Regions from separate parts of the Mus musculus genome. Here region 2 is linked to region 1. The links are chromatin contacts, called in public promoter capture Hi-C maps. All regions are on one chromosome and are shown on one strand. The core of a region is the stretch at or near the end of the contact, and the rest is flanking DNA. Distances in the headings are between cores, read along the strand shown. Region 1 holds the start of A830009L08Rik (RIKEN cDNA A830009L08 gene). Region 2 holds the start of Dhfr (dihydrofolate reductase).

Evidence for each region. Promoter capture Hi-C pulls out the DNA fragments that hold promoters and counts their contacts.
Region 2: a promoter capture Hi-C map of hippocampal neurons shows a contact between it and region 1, with 2.6 times the contacts expected there. The contact joins the promoter of Dhfr here to the promoter of A830009L08Rik in region 1. A contact is called at or near these places in 1 of 39 promoter capture datasets (hippocampal neurons) and 1 of 115 datasets of contacts at active chromatin or transcription factors (pancreatic cancer cells).

The regions. Positions count from the first base shown.
Region 1 is chr13:91,384,239-91,391,528 of GRCm38.p6, reverse strand. A830009L08Rik (RIKEN cDNA A830009L08 gene) reads left to right here and starts at 3,444. Exons shown (of 3, transcript NR_045161.1): 1 at 3,444-3,650.
Region 2 is chr13:92,352,165-92,359,454 of GRCm38.p6, reverse strand. It overlaps Dhfr (dihydrofolate reductase), which reads right to left and starts at 4,672. Exons shown (of 6, transcript NM_010049.3): 1 at 4,111-4,672; 2 at 3,756-3,805; 3 at 1,423-1,528. The coding sequence starts at 4,196. Msh3 (mutS homolog 3) reads left to right here and starts at 4,452. Exons shown (of 24, transcript NM_010829.2): 1 at 4,452-4,692; 2 at 6,113-6,230. The coding sequence starts at 4,555. It also overlaps the pseudogene Gm19308.

The DNA of each region.
Region 1 (7,290 bases), core at 2,195-4,694:
ATCTGCAGGTGCTGCTCACAATGCTGGTCTAGGGATCACAAAGTAAGAGTTCTTGTTATAAAGGCAAGAGAGGCTCCAATGATGCTTTGTGATGTCTTTGAGCTATTTTAAGCTTCTGGGGCCCATGGTGATGAAGGCTGCCGTAAGGAAGTGACTAAATGGCCTAAGGCAAAGGATTCTAACTCTAATGTCCTGCGATCATCCAAAGGGTCTGGGAGGAAGCAAGCATCGTGGAAGAGAGCTGCTTCTCCTAGGACCCTGGAACAGGAGACACCCAGAGCCCCACGACTGATTTACTTCTTTGTAAATGACAGAGTCGTACAACTTCACCTTCTGTCATGCATGCAGCTTTTATTTTATTGTCTGCTTGAAATAGTATTGCTTTACTTTAGGGAATCACCCTCCCCACCCCAGATGAGGTTAGGATCTTCGAGTGTGCTCCTGGGCCTCGGGGATATGGAAGTGACCTTATTCCCCTGACAGATACCCCTTTGGCACATGACCAGAGTCTAGCCAATCAGAGTTCTACTTTGGGAAATTCTAACTTTTATTAGTTGGAGAGGAGGGGGGAGTCTACTACCTTGTTTCTGGCTACAAAGTGGTCAGAATGTTTAAGAGCTGCCTGCTGTCAGCCACGTCTTCCTCCCACCCAGGAAAGAACATGTGAGAGGGAGAAGACTAAAGACAAAGGGTGGCAGGATGGAAACAGTGCGAGCAAGAAGGCCCTGCTACCTGTGAGCGAGACTTAAAACTATTTCGGTTGTGCGAGGATCTCTTCAGTTCTGTGGCCTCTGTCAGTCTCTTTCTATGCCACCTCCTCTCCCACCACCATGCACAACCCCACCCAAGCTCCTTTTTTTCCTCAAGATTTTAGTTGGATTTCTGTCACTAGCAAAGAAAGGACTCCTAAGCACTATCCCATTATGGTCAAACACACCAAGGATAGGGGAGGGAACAGGGAAAGATATGCCACCATGGGAAGCTGTGTTTATTGAATGACCCTGTAAGCACTGTCAAGCTTTTGGTGCTGCACAAGCTCATGGTCACACTAAGGTCACTCAAAGATAAAGTACAGAGATGCATAGGATGAAAGCTGCTAACCAAAACCAAACAAAATGAGCCCTAAGCCGATCTTCCCAGGAAATCCTCAGGCCTCCTTCTCATGGGCTCCATACCCTACATCCTGGAGTATAACTCAGTCTCCACTCACTTCTGCCCAACCAATGCTTTCCAAATGCTCTTGTCTGCTGGGCAGAGGTGGTAGATGCCTTTAATCACACCACTTGAGAGGCAGAGGCAGGAGGATTTCTGAGTTGAAGCCAGCTTGGTCTACAGTGTGAGTTCCAGGACAGCCAGGGCTACACAGAGAAACCCTGTCTGAAAACAAACAAACAAACAAACAAACAAAACAACAGCAGCATCAACAACAACAATAACAACAAATGCTCTTGTCCAAACCCCAGAATTCTAAGAATAATGTGTTCCCTGCTGTTCAGAGCCCTCTGTTTCTGACCACTGAGGGCTGCCAGCTAACCTCTTTGGATGAGGCTCTATGGTCAGTTCTATTGGGGATTCCCCCCAAAACAGCAGCAAAAACCCTGAGGTCAGGATGGAGACACTTCGTTGTATATTGCAGCTGTGTGTCCCTAAACAACAGGAACCATGTCATTGGATGAATTATCAAACAACGGAATGAAGCTATATCTACCCGGAGAAGCAAAGTGCACCAGAATGCACTGGGTAGGAGAAGATATGGGGACTTGAGCTGTTCTGGACCACAGCCAGTTCTAGGAAAAGTGGTACCACCTAGTTGGGTTGTTTTTAGCTCAGAAGCGGTGCTGGTCACAGCCATCTATGGCTAGGGCTTCCCTGTGACCTGCCCAAGTTCTGTGGAAGGGTTTCCACCTGTTCCACATTGTCCAGTATTAGGAGTCCCCATGGATCTAAAGTAAGTCTTAGCAAGTGACCTTGGGCAGATCTCTGGTTCTGAAGTTCTTGCTTCTCCAGTGAGCAAGTGACACAGTGCCCACAGAGGGAGCACTTAGGGGAGCCACAGAAAAAGTCCTCAGCCCTCAGCTGGAGCTAGGTGCCCTTACTGAGTGCCACCACTATTCCTCCTTCTTTGATGAAGATGAGTCCAGGGGCACTTCTGTGAAGGTCATTAACCTTTCCGTCTGTCTGTTGATGTAAGTCAGCCTTTTCTAACAAGTATCCTTCCCACAAATGAAATAAAAATCTACATTAATTTCAGTTCTAAAGTGATATGTTCAGCATAGACGTGATTTTGTACAAAGAAAGGACAGAGAGAGAGGAGGGGGAGGGAGAGGGAGAGAGAAGGAAGGTTGGAAGAAATCTTGCTTGTAAACACTATATTCCACTTGAAAATTTAATACTTCATTACAGAAGAGATACTTAATGTTAACCAAGGCATCAGTAAAACAATAAAACCACCAAGCAAAAGATTCCTAAAAGACTTTTAATTCTCTGATAGAGATAACTGGGTATAATTGCTTTATATAAAAACATGTATTTGGTCCAACATGCCCCTAGTATTATCAAAAGTTTACTTTTAAAAAGATAGAGAAAGGTTGGGAGGCTATGGTTTAAATATATTCTACAATTTTAAAATTTAATTTTACACACTGCCATGCTGTTCCATTACATATGCAGGAAAGGGAAGAAAAATGTTTTTCAGAGTTGAAAAAAAATTAATCCACATTTCTTGGCATCGACAGATAATGTTATATTTAAAATATACATATATAATGTGAGACCCATTATCTAATAAAAGTCACGAAATCTAGCATGTTCATTTTGTGTCTTATAATAATTGGAAGTTGATCAAAGAAAACTACTTCCATTTTTATGACATTGTTGCTATTTTTGTGGACAAAAATTTTAAATGTATGATAAAAATCCAATATACAATAATTGAAACATACAGTCCAACCTCACAGAGCTTTGATAAATCTGTTCATTCCTGGCCATTTTCAGTGTTGCTATAGTGAACAGTGTTGACAAGTGGCTGAAAAAAGCTTATAAATGGAATTCAGATCATAGATAAAACCGAACAGAAACTATCTTGTAGCATTTCTGCATGTTGGGAGGCCTGGTTTGTGCCACAGATGGCCATCTCCCAATAATACATAAAACACTTCTTTCTGGAGCCCAGCACACATTGTTGAATGCACAGGTCATTTGAACAGAACAATAATTCAATTCTCTTAATAATGATCTCACGAGGAGCCAACACAGACACAGGGTGATGCTGTTAGAAGAAAAGAATTGTACCCGAGTTTGAAAAATTAAATTCTTAAAAAGCCACCATGCTCTCTTGTCAAAATAGCACCTAAATGTATGCAGTGTTTAGAGATGAGGCAAGCTCGCTGAGTTTATTTTAGTCGCTTGAATTATACTGCTGTGTGTCTGCGCCATGCTTCTTCAGTCTTCGAGCTGGAAGCTTTCCGGGGAGGGTCAGTAATGGCCACTGAGCCCTCTGTTGGCTTATTGGCTGAGCTCACTGATGAGGAAACCTTGAGTTCGTCACTTTCTCTTCTCTAATTGCTGAAGTGGCCGTCACTGAAGATGACAGAGCGTTTCTGAAGGACACATGGGAATCATTAACCAGCCCAATAAAATGATCTATTTATGTAAGTAACAGTTATTATAACCTCACCCCCCCATGGCCATATTTCTCTAGAACTTTTGTTTTTTTTAATTTTTAAGGCTACTTTTGTTCAAGCTTGTAAGACTTAGGATCCTGGAGTCCCTATGTTAGCACTGATGAATGAACTCAGCCAGGAAAAAGCAGACCTAGAGGACCTCCAGCATCTGCATGATTCTCACTTCTGACACATGTGGAATGCAGCTCCCCCCCCCCTCCCGTCCTACTCCCCTCCCTCCCTCTCTCTGTATCCCTCTCTCTCCTCCTTTGTCTTTCTTCCATTTCTCCCCTCTCCCAATTTTCTATCCTTCTTTCCCTTCCTCTACTTTCCCCATCGTTTGTTTTTTGACAGGTAGGTTATAGAGCCCAGGCTGGCCTCAAACTCAGAAGCTTCCTGCCTCAGCACCTCAGATTATATGAAGCCATGCTGCTATGTCCGGGTCAGGATGATCAGCTTTCTATATCTAGCACTAAGTCTAATGCTACTGAAATGATGCGCCTTATTGTTACAGATTTAGCTGTTGCTATCGTGTTGCCTTTGTTAGCTTCATTTGCTAATGAATCAAGGTCTTTAAATATGCCGAGTGTTGGACTGAAAGATCTTTAGTTTTTAGGATCTCATTCTAAACTTGAACTGAGGAGTCATCTAAAACAAATGGACGTGCAAAAAGCAAATAGAGCGAAATGACAAGAACAAAATGGAAAAACAAACAAAACCCAGGAATAATATTGATATAAAACTATTCAAATTATTAACTTAATATTATATGGCTTATATAAAGTCTTACAATGACTGTTTTATAATTGAATAGGTTAATTAAAAGTTTTCCATCCACCTGCCCTTGTAGGCTTGAAAAAATTGAAATCTTTCCTATAAAATAGTACTTTTATGCCTGGGAAGCCCATTGCCCTGTAGGACCAGCCTCTGCCCTGCCATGTCAGCTTCTATGATGGTGCTTTTACCTTCTCAGAAAAGTAGAAAGAAGAGTACTCATTCAATTTGTCCGTGAAACAATGGTCAGGGCAGGGTGTTGGGGGGGGGGAGATGTACAGTGATGCTGGAAGGAAGAGGGGGAACACTGCCTTCCACCTGCCTGGCAAACCACACAGCTTTAAGGCCCTCCCCTCATCTCACTGACACCTCTCCCAGAAAGCATAACCCTGCCTCTAAAAAGACATTGCCTAAAGGAGAGAGCACAAAAGAGCTAAGAGTCGTGTCTCCATTTTACAGATGAGGCCTAGGAACACTAAGTAACTTTCCAAAGAGCAGGTAGCTACTTTCCTGGCAGAGCTGGGACCTGAGCCCAGCCCCAGCTGGACTCCAGCATGTCTGTGGTTCTATAGCTCACATTAGAAGCACTTGGAGAGCTATTAAACAGATGATATCTGGGCTCAGTACTAGAAATCTAATGTAGTTCGTCAGGGGGCCCACGATATCAAGACTTTCCAAGTTTCTCCAGGTGATGTTGACAGCAGCCAGGCTCACCAGCTATGTTCCTCTGTCTCTCACTACAGCACACTCTCATGATCTCTGGGCCTTCTCTTGTCTCCCCATCACTCAGACTATCCCACCTTGGCCTTGAACTTTGCCCCAGTCCCAGTTTTCTTTCTACATAAAAATAGCCCTTGTGGTGGGTTTCAAATGGGTCCACAGCTTCTGGGACATGGTAAGAATGCAGCTGAAGCCTGTTGACATTTGTGAATTCACTTACAATGGGACAGAGCTAAGTACATTTTACTTGGGTTTATAATGTGTATAGGTGTGTTTTTTTGGTTTTTTTTTTTTTAAACAAAAACCCTCTAGGAGAAACAAGCCAAACAATATAGAGCCAAGGACAGAAAGAAGAACAGGACTAAGAGAAGGGGAAAAAGGCCAAAACATTTTGCCCCTGTTCCGTTGCTGACCGTGCTGCTTGGATATGTTGGGTATGTCTCACTGAGAATGTATCTATGCATCATGTGAGAAGTAAGCTTATTCTTCCTACAGGAAATTAAGGAAGTTTTTGGTTTTGGGTTTTTTTTTTTTTTTGGCTGTTGTTGTTTGGTTTTATTTTTAAGATATATAACCATACTGGGCAGGGTTTGTTAGAAGCTCACTACTAGAAATATAGTCCTGAAGCTTATTACAGATACAGTAGTGTTTGTAGCCCGTCCTGGGGACCTTAACAGCATGTAGACATGGAATTATAGACACCACAGTGTTGAAGAATTAAAGAGCAGTATGCCTTGGAGCCTGCCCCCCACACGTGTTTAATTCTTGGCTCTAACATCCACTACTTTGGCAAGACGTGCTATGGTTCTGAGCCTGTTCTCTCATCCGTACAGAACAGCATTCAAGAATTAAAGAAGCTAAATGGGAGTCTTCCTGGAGTGAAAATGACAGAGAGGTGGCATCCATAAGTAGTAGCTATTGTCCTGTAGGAAAAATCTGTCCCTTGCTCAAAACACATACATGTTGGGATCATTAAGTATAAATAAAAGCTGGCTTCATGGATAATATAATTCTGTCAATTAACCTTTCAAAGGAGTACAAAATACTAATGACACAACATGGACTTCTGTCGGTGCCGAGGAAGAAGCCCAGGACAATGTTCATGTTAAACATGCACTGACCACTGAGCCTTACCCCCAGCTCGAAGCAAACTTTCAAGATGTGAACTGTATGAATTTGCAAAGATTCCAATGGCCAGATATTTGTTTCCTATTTAAAGTAAGAGGACCTGGTGGTGCAGACCTTTAATCCCACGACTCAGGAGGCAGAGGCTGGCACATCTCTGTGAGTTAGAGGCCAGCTTGATACATAGAGTGAGTTCCAGGCCAGCCGAGATTACAGGGTGAGACCCTGTCTCAACATTGAAAAATAAATAAAAGAGTGATTAGAGTGTGGGTGAGTAATTTCCCTCTGCTGCAGAGGAGAAGCGGGACCGTGAATGTGAACACACAATCAAGCCGAATCCCACTGGATGATATCACTACAAGAGTTTTCTGTTTTATCCTAATTATATATGTTAGAGGTCACACAGGGCCCCCAAAATTGCAGTGTGCCAAGAAAGGGTTTTTTGTTTGCCCCATGCAACATTTTTTCAAAAGTGGTGGAACTTATTCCACATTAAAAATGTTTACTTGTCAGCGGGGTGGTGCTGTTGCACACCTTTAATCCCAGCACTTGGAAGGCAGAGGCAGGTGGATTTCTAAGTTTGAGTCCAGCTTGGTCTACATGGAGAAACCCTGTCTCGAAAACCAAAAAAAAAAAAAAAAAAAAAAAAAAGTTTACTTATATGAACGTACAAGTTGAATTTTGCACTTAAAAAGCTGATATATATGTGATATATATCATATATATATCTATGCCTGTACCTATTTATACCTACCATATACATATGAAATGCTATCTAATATTCTCATCACCAAGAACTGATAAACATTGAAAGCCACAAATGATTTGCTCCTTAACACACTGTGTACCTGTGTGGAAGGATCACACTGTGGATAATGATTTTGTGACAAGCTAGTGAGAGAGTAAGACAAGAAGACAAATCTGGCTTGTGCAGCTCTCTGTAGGCCAGCTGGGAAGGACTGAGATCGCCCTGTAGTCAGGGCTAAGAAGTCACAGGCCCCGTCTGACT
Region 2 (7,290 bases), core at 3,423-5,922, 970 kb before region 1:
TTATTAAGTAAAGACTAGTAGCAACAACAATTTCAAAGTCATGGTCAAGGTCAAAGGACCAGATTTGACTTCTAGCTAATCTTATTTACGTACCCTACCACCTCCAGTCCCTTTTAAAAAAAAGTTAGTTTCATTAACCTTTTGTGTGTTTGTCTATAACACTTACATGAGTGTCTGTGCACCATGTGCATGAAAGCATGGAGCCTTGGAAGCCAGAAGAAGGCACTGTACCATCTAGGATTGGAGTTAGAGCCAGTTGTGAGCTGCCACATGGGTGTTGGCAATCCAACTCAGATCCTCTAGAAGAGCAGCTAGTGTTCTTAAACTGCTGAGCTATTTCTTCAGCCCAACCACCTCAGGTTCTTAGGACATTTCCAGTCACAGAGAAGGAATCATCTAGTCAAATGTTACTTTGGAGGAAATGAAATGTCTTGGCAGAAACCAACTGCAGACACTCTTTCTCCTGAAGATTCCTGGGCCATTTTAATACACTGAACTACTTCACCTCTGACACTGTACAAAGAACACACAGTATCTGGGTATTGTAACTAACTAGAGACAATAGAGTACATGACCATGACCAGTCTCTGCAAGTCCTTCATATTTTACTGTGTCTAGAATTGATTCCAAAAATGGGATAGCCACTTCAATTCGCTGAAACTAAAAACATAGGCACTTTTAGATTGTGAAACGAGAAACCAGTTATAAATCTTATAACTGAGAGCTAGGTCTATAGAAAAATGGTTTAAAGGAACCTGCAGAACTGTTTCCATATTTTTTTCTAATTCTTAAGGTGATAAAATCAAGCACTTAAAGGAACAGAATTAAGTTGCCCCATAGTGTAAGTGGCCACTCAGTTTCTATTGTTGTAGTAGGTAGTGTGGTTCAGTGGCTTAAGCAGATGATAGCGTCTAAGTCTCTTAAGTATGTTGGGTAAGTTCTGACAGTACCAACTGGTTTGGACAGTGAGTGAGTCATTTATAAGGCACTGGGAGGATAACACTGTAAAGTATCTGTTGTGCAAGTATGAGGACCCAAGTTTGATCCCCAGCACCTGGTTCAAAAACGATGACTGGCTTGGTGTTATGCACCCATAATTCTCTCTGTGGATCAGCAGAGACAGGATTCCTGGATCTTACTTACTGGTCAGTTAACCCAGACTAATAGGTGAATACAGACCCCAGCGAGAGACCCCATCTCAACAAAACAAGGTGGACAGACCCTCAGGAAGGACACAGAAGAGCAACATTCAGGTTTGTTTGCATGGATACATGCATGCGTACCTGCCTACATACTCGTGCACGCACACACACACGCACACACACACACAGGTGTTCATTCTGCCTTATCCTGTTATGTACTGATTTGTGCCCTGGGAAACAGATCACTTTTCTTGTAATGAGCTCATGTTATAACACTTACTTGAGTTCTCTACTGAGAACTATATTAATTCTGTCCTTTAAAGGTCGATTCTTCTCAGGAATGGAGAACCAGGTTTTCCTACCCATAATCACCAGATTCTGTTTACCTATAATACCAAGCAGAAAAGATTATCAGAAAATACACATATATTGTCAGTGACATACATAGGCAAGACGATTGTCATAGTGACATCTAGTGGGCATCCTTTAGAAAAATTAAGACAAACAGCTTTACCTAAAATTCAGATTTAGTTCTCATTAACTAAATATAGTTCAATTTTTCAGTTTGGCTCATGCAGTTCATATCTTTTACTTAGGTTTTAATCCATTGCAACCATGCATAATTTCAGTCCACAGGGCTCAGGTTGACTGGATTTTGTAATTCACTTGATATCCTTACATGCTTTATTAGTGTCTAAAGTGGAGAACAGGTTCTAATCCTGGAATTCTTGAGATTGAATGTGTTCACCATCTTAAACTACTTGTCTCTGATTCATCTATCCCAGAGAAATAATACCTATCTCTATGTATATTTAAGATCATCTCTACCTATCTATATTCAGAGGTCAGGGACCTTTGCAGAAGACAGGGGCAGAAAACATGTAAGAGTTGGTAGAAGGGGAAGAGAGCTGTGAAAGGCTGACTTTCGGCCACGACAGGGCTCACATATGTATGCATCAGTTCTCATCTGGCTCCTGCACAAGATCAAGCCAGGCAAAATTCAAGTATGGAGGAGGGTTCCTGAGGCCCCTCCAGTAGGTATTGGTGTTGATGGCTGCTGGGAGATGGAGAGCCCATCTTCTGGTCTGGACTGATTGTAGATTGCTCACATCCTAGTCAATGGCCACACACAGGGTTATTAATAACAAGTAGAACATGACTTAGGGAAGGAGAAGGGGACTCAGGGGGAGTGAGAAGGTAAATGGATACAACCAACATAAACTGGGTAAAAATATAAAGCTTTTATATTTTTGTGTAACCCATATGCACAGGCCAGGCAGTGTGACTGGGTGTCTTTATCTATCTTCTTGAGACAAGTTTTCTCACTGAACCTGGAGCCCACAAATTGGCTACAGAGCAAGCCCCAGAGATCTTTCTGTCTGTGCCTCCCTAATGCTGGTATTACAAATGTGCCACTGTGTCCAGCTTTTTATTCGGGTAGTAGGATTTGAACTCAGAGTAGACTGTGTTAAGATGGCATCTGCAGCTCTTCTTTGGCACTGCCTACAAGGTGGCTGCCATCTGTTTTGCTGCATCATGGCTGTTCGCCGGCCTCTGGTGAAGCCCAAGATCATCAAAAAGAGGACCAAGAAGTTCATCAGACACCAGTCAGACTGATACGTGAAAATTAAGGGAAACTGGAAACCCAGAGGCACTGACAGCGGGGTACAGAGAAGATTCAAGGGCCAGATCCTGATGACCAACATTGGTTACAGGAACAACAAGAAAGCCAAGCACATGCTGCCTAGCGGCTCTAGAACTTTCTGGTCCACAATGGCAAGGAGCTGGAGGTGCAGCTGATGTGTAACAAATCTTGCTGTGCTGAGATTGCTCACAGTGTGCCCTCTAAGAACTGAGGAGTCATCGTAGAAAGAGCAGCACAGCTGGCCATCAGACTCATTAATCCCAACGCCAGGCTACTCAGTAGAGAACATGAATAGGTGGCTTGTGTGCATGTTTTGTGCCACGCCCCCAAGATGGCATTTGTCAACCTGTCTACACAGTGACCTACTATGTTCTCTACTAATGTTCAACATCTACACTGCTGACTTCTTTTTCCCATCAGCTCTGCCCTCCTCTCCTACAATGATAAGCAATAAGCAAACATGTCTGTTAGGAAGAATTACAGCGAATGTCCTTACAATCACAAGTAATGGGAAACTGCCTTATAATTATTGCACACCACTCCCCATTCTTTTAAAGTCAGTCACCCAGACTGCCTCACTGAAGACCACAGCCTTCATCCCACCGTGTCTTCCTAAAGCCAACAGATTTAAATTATTTTTAGCCTCTTCTCCCCTGCATTTTTCTCCATTTACTCAAGTCTTCTGTCTTTCAGTAACAATTCTAAATACCGGCTCAGGTCTCTATTCAAAGTGCTAAATTTTGCTGCCGATTCTGCCCAGTTATATTCGAGCTATATGCACTTGCTAACAAAATTTCAAACATAGAGTATTCTAAGAGGATGTTTAATAAAATCTGGGAATCGCACAAAAATTTCTAGCAAGAAACAGAGATCCCAGATTCCCAGGGGAGACTTTCTACTCATACCTCTACCATGTAAATCTTGCTTCAAGCAAACATAATTCTCATGACTTAATTACTCTACATTACCTTCCACTGAAGAGGTTGTGGTCATTCTTTGGAAGTACTTGAACTCGTTCCTGAAAGTTAGAGAAACAGTTAACCCGTCATGTATGCTCAGGCTCCATTCAGCGACGAAAGGTGCAAGTCCGGTGTGGGTGTGGGGGGTGGTGTTGCTGCCCGCTCAAGGACAGGACTTTGCTCCCGGCCAGGGAGCCTGTGAGCAAAGGCTGGCACAGCAGGGGGATCACCGCGGGAACCGGTAGCTTGGTCTCTGGCTGAGGCCGGTAGGCCTACCGCTCACGCCCGTCCCGCGCGTCCAAGCCAAGTGCATGACCCTACTCAGTGAACCGCCTCAGTTTCCCGAGCCCAGCCCGGCCAATACCTGAGCGGAGGCCAGGGTAGGTCTCCGTTCTTGCCAATCCCCATATTTTGGGACACGGCGACGATGCAGTTCAATGGTCGAACCATGATGGCAGCGGGGATAAAATCCTACCAGCCTTCACGCTAGGATTGCCGTCAAGTTTGGCGCGAAATCGCAGCCCTGAGCTGTGTACCACTTGCGCAGCTTAGGCCCCGCCCCCACCAAGGCCCGCCGCGCATCCTATTTGTGCAGCTAAGGCTCCGCCCCTACCAAGGCCCGCCGCGCATCCTATTTGTGCAGCTAAGGCCCCGCCCCCACCAAGGCCCGCCGCGCATTCTATTTGTGTAGCTAAGGCTCCGCCCCCAAGGCCGGTCCCGCACAGGTTGAGGCGTGCGCGCGCGCAGGCGCGAGAAAGTGCGGCCGCGCGCTCGCGCTCCTAGCAGGCCGGCTCTTCTGCACACTGCAATGCCCCGCGGGAAATCCGCGTCGGGAGGCTCTACTGCCGCCGGCCCAGGCCCGGGGAGGCAAACGGTTCTAAGCCGGTTCTTCAGGTCTGCGGGAAGCCTAAGATCCAGCGCGTCCTCCACGGAGCCAGCAGAGAAGGTAAAGTACGGCTCCGCGGCGCCCCTAGCGTCCACCTAGGCGAAGGCCGTCCCGGGCGGGTTCTGTCTGGGACGGGGCGGAGCTAGAGGGCGGGGTGGGGCCGGACCGCTAGGGGCGGGGTCAGGGTGGGGCGGGTGCGTAGCCGTCGTGGCCGGAAGCGGAGGCCTTATGGAGAGCTTATTAATGGTGGGTAGGGCTAAGGGGCGGGGCCAGGGAAGGCTTAAGGTGGCGGCTTCTTCTGGTCCTTGTTTTAGTTGACTTTTTTACCCGACCAGCGGTAATAGATTTGAGGTCTTGGTGCTTCCAGTCGGTAGCCGGAACCCGAGCCAGAAACTTCTATCGTGGTGAATGGCGAGGACTGGCCGGCCGGCCCAGGATGCGTTTTTTAACCTCTGTTCTTCATTCTTTCCTTTACATTTTCCCTACTGTATTGATGGTTGAAGAGGAGCTTTATTTACATATGCTTGCTTGGCTGACTAGAAGAAAGCTGTCATTAAGGCTAGTTTCTCAGAATTCAAAACCATGTGCTCTGTCTTTCTGATCCCCGTGCCAGAATATCGTTTTACTGTACAGATTTCCAGTGTAAGCATTTAGATGGATGAAGTTTCTGTACATGCTTATAGTTGGCTACTTCCTGTTGCTTGCAGCCCATCAGATAGTTCAAAGCAAAGCAAAGAGAAACAAAACCAAAACCCCATCGTGATACTGCCACAAACACAGGCCCAAGGATGTTTCCCACACTAGCTGGCAATGTGTCACACTTGTTCAGGGTGAGTTAAGGCCTCGGTCATTTCCCAGACTGAAGATGTAGAAGGTGATTGTAACGGGCATCTCCTGTATTTTACTGCAGTTGCAAATCAGTTTAAGAATCTTAACCCATTTCATTTATATTTCTTTCCAATACTGACTAATGCTCTACTCTCTCTTTTTAAGGCTTTTTTTTTATTTCTGTACATTCACTAAGATTCATTTTGCACTCACCACTGAGAGGATATTAGGCAAAAGTTTTAAGTTTTTCATAGATTATCTGCCAACAGATAGTCTCAGGACATCTTTTAATAGTGAATGGAAGCTTTGAAACAGGAAATACATTGGTCGTTTATTACTCCTCTTCCTTCTATAATTTTGCATTTTGAAAATAGATTTTTTAAAATTGATCTTGTAGAAGTATTTTATTTAACATATGAGTAGGAAAGTAGAGAATTCCACATAATTTTAGTAGAATGTGAGGTAATGAGAGACTGTTCCTGCCAGTTTCTGTCTCTGATGGCAAAAACAGTCACCCCCAACAGCCTTTTCAGAGTAAAAAGTAGAGTGGCAGGCAGGAACTTACTATCATTCTGCAGCAAGGTTAAATAACTCCAGAGACTTCAAGCTTTAGAATAGTGTTAATACACCATTTCCAACCTTCCCGATACAGGTGACAGAAGGTGACAGCAGGAAGAGGTCACTGGGAAATGGTGGGCCCACTAAGAAAAAAGCAAGGAAAGTTCCAGAGAAGGAGGAAGAAAACATCTCAGTAGCAGCTCACCACCCTGGTGAGTGCCAGAGACTAAGTATTCTCAGCTGCTGGCTTCCCCAGAAGGCAGAGGGGATCATGGGAGTGCTGAGCTTTGTTTTCCTGTGTAGGGAAGGAGCCCTGCTGCTCCTCAGCTGCTGGTTGAGAGGCTAGGCCCACAGAGGAGCTCAGTTCTCTTAGTAGTTCTTCCAACTTTCTCTTTTGTTCACTATTGCTGTATTTTTTAAAAAGTGTGTATGTGTGTTTTGCGAGTGTGTGTGTGTGTGTGTGTTGTGAGTGTAGATGCCTGCATAGGCACGAGGCATGTAATCCTCTGAGAGCTGGAGTCACAGGTGGTTATCAGCCATCTGATGTGGTTGCTGGCAATTCAGGTTCTCTGATGGAAGGGTGGTATGTGCACTAACCACTGGACAATCTCTCCTGCCATGTTATGTTTTAAATCTTGGTTATAAAGATGAAACATTTGCTAATGATCTATTTATCACATTTATTTGTGTGTGTCATAGTACATAGGTAAAAGAGGTCAGAGGACAATTTGCATGAGTTATTTCTCTCCTTACGTTGTGTGAGTTCTGGCTTTGAACTCAGCTTCTAAGACTTGTTGGTAAGCACTCTTACCTAGGAAGCTCTCTTCCAGTCCCCAATGAGCCTTTGCTGCTGTTGTTGTTGGAGACAGGGTTTCTCTATATAGCCCTGGCTATTCTGTAGACCAGGCTGGCCTCGAACTCAGAAATCCACCTGCCTTTGCCTCTTAAGTGCTGGGAGTAAAGGTGTGCGCCACCTTTCCCTGCCCCAGCGAGCCTTCTTATTATCTATCTTAACTCTTTCATGTTTGACTTCAAGAGCTGTACTGGTGAACAGAGCCTCTTCATGACCTATACCTCTAACCCTGCTCATGACCATCTTGTCTCCTGCATCTACCATTTTGACTTTTTCATCCCTTTTATTTCTGCATCCAGTCAGCTTTGGCTCTTATCATTTTCCTGGGATAGTTTATAACCAGAAATTCTGCATATTACACCTTTCCAGAGAAGTCTCTAGTCCGTGCTGAGTGGGAGAAAGGCTCTCAGAGCTTGAAG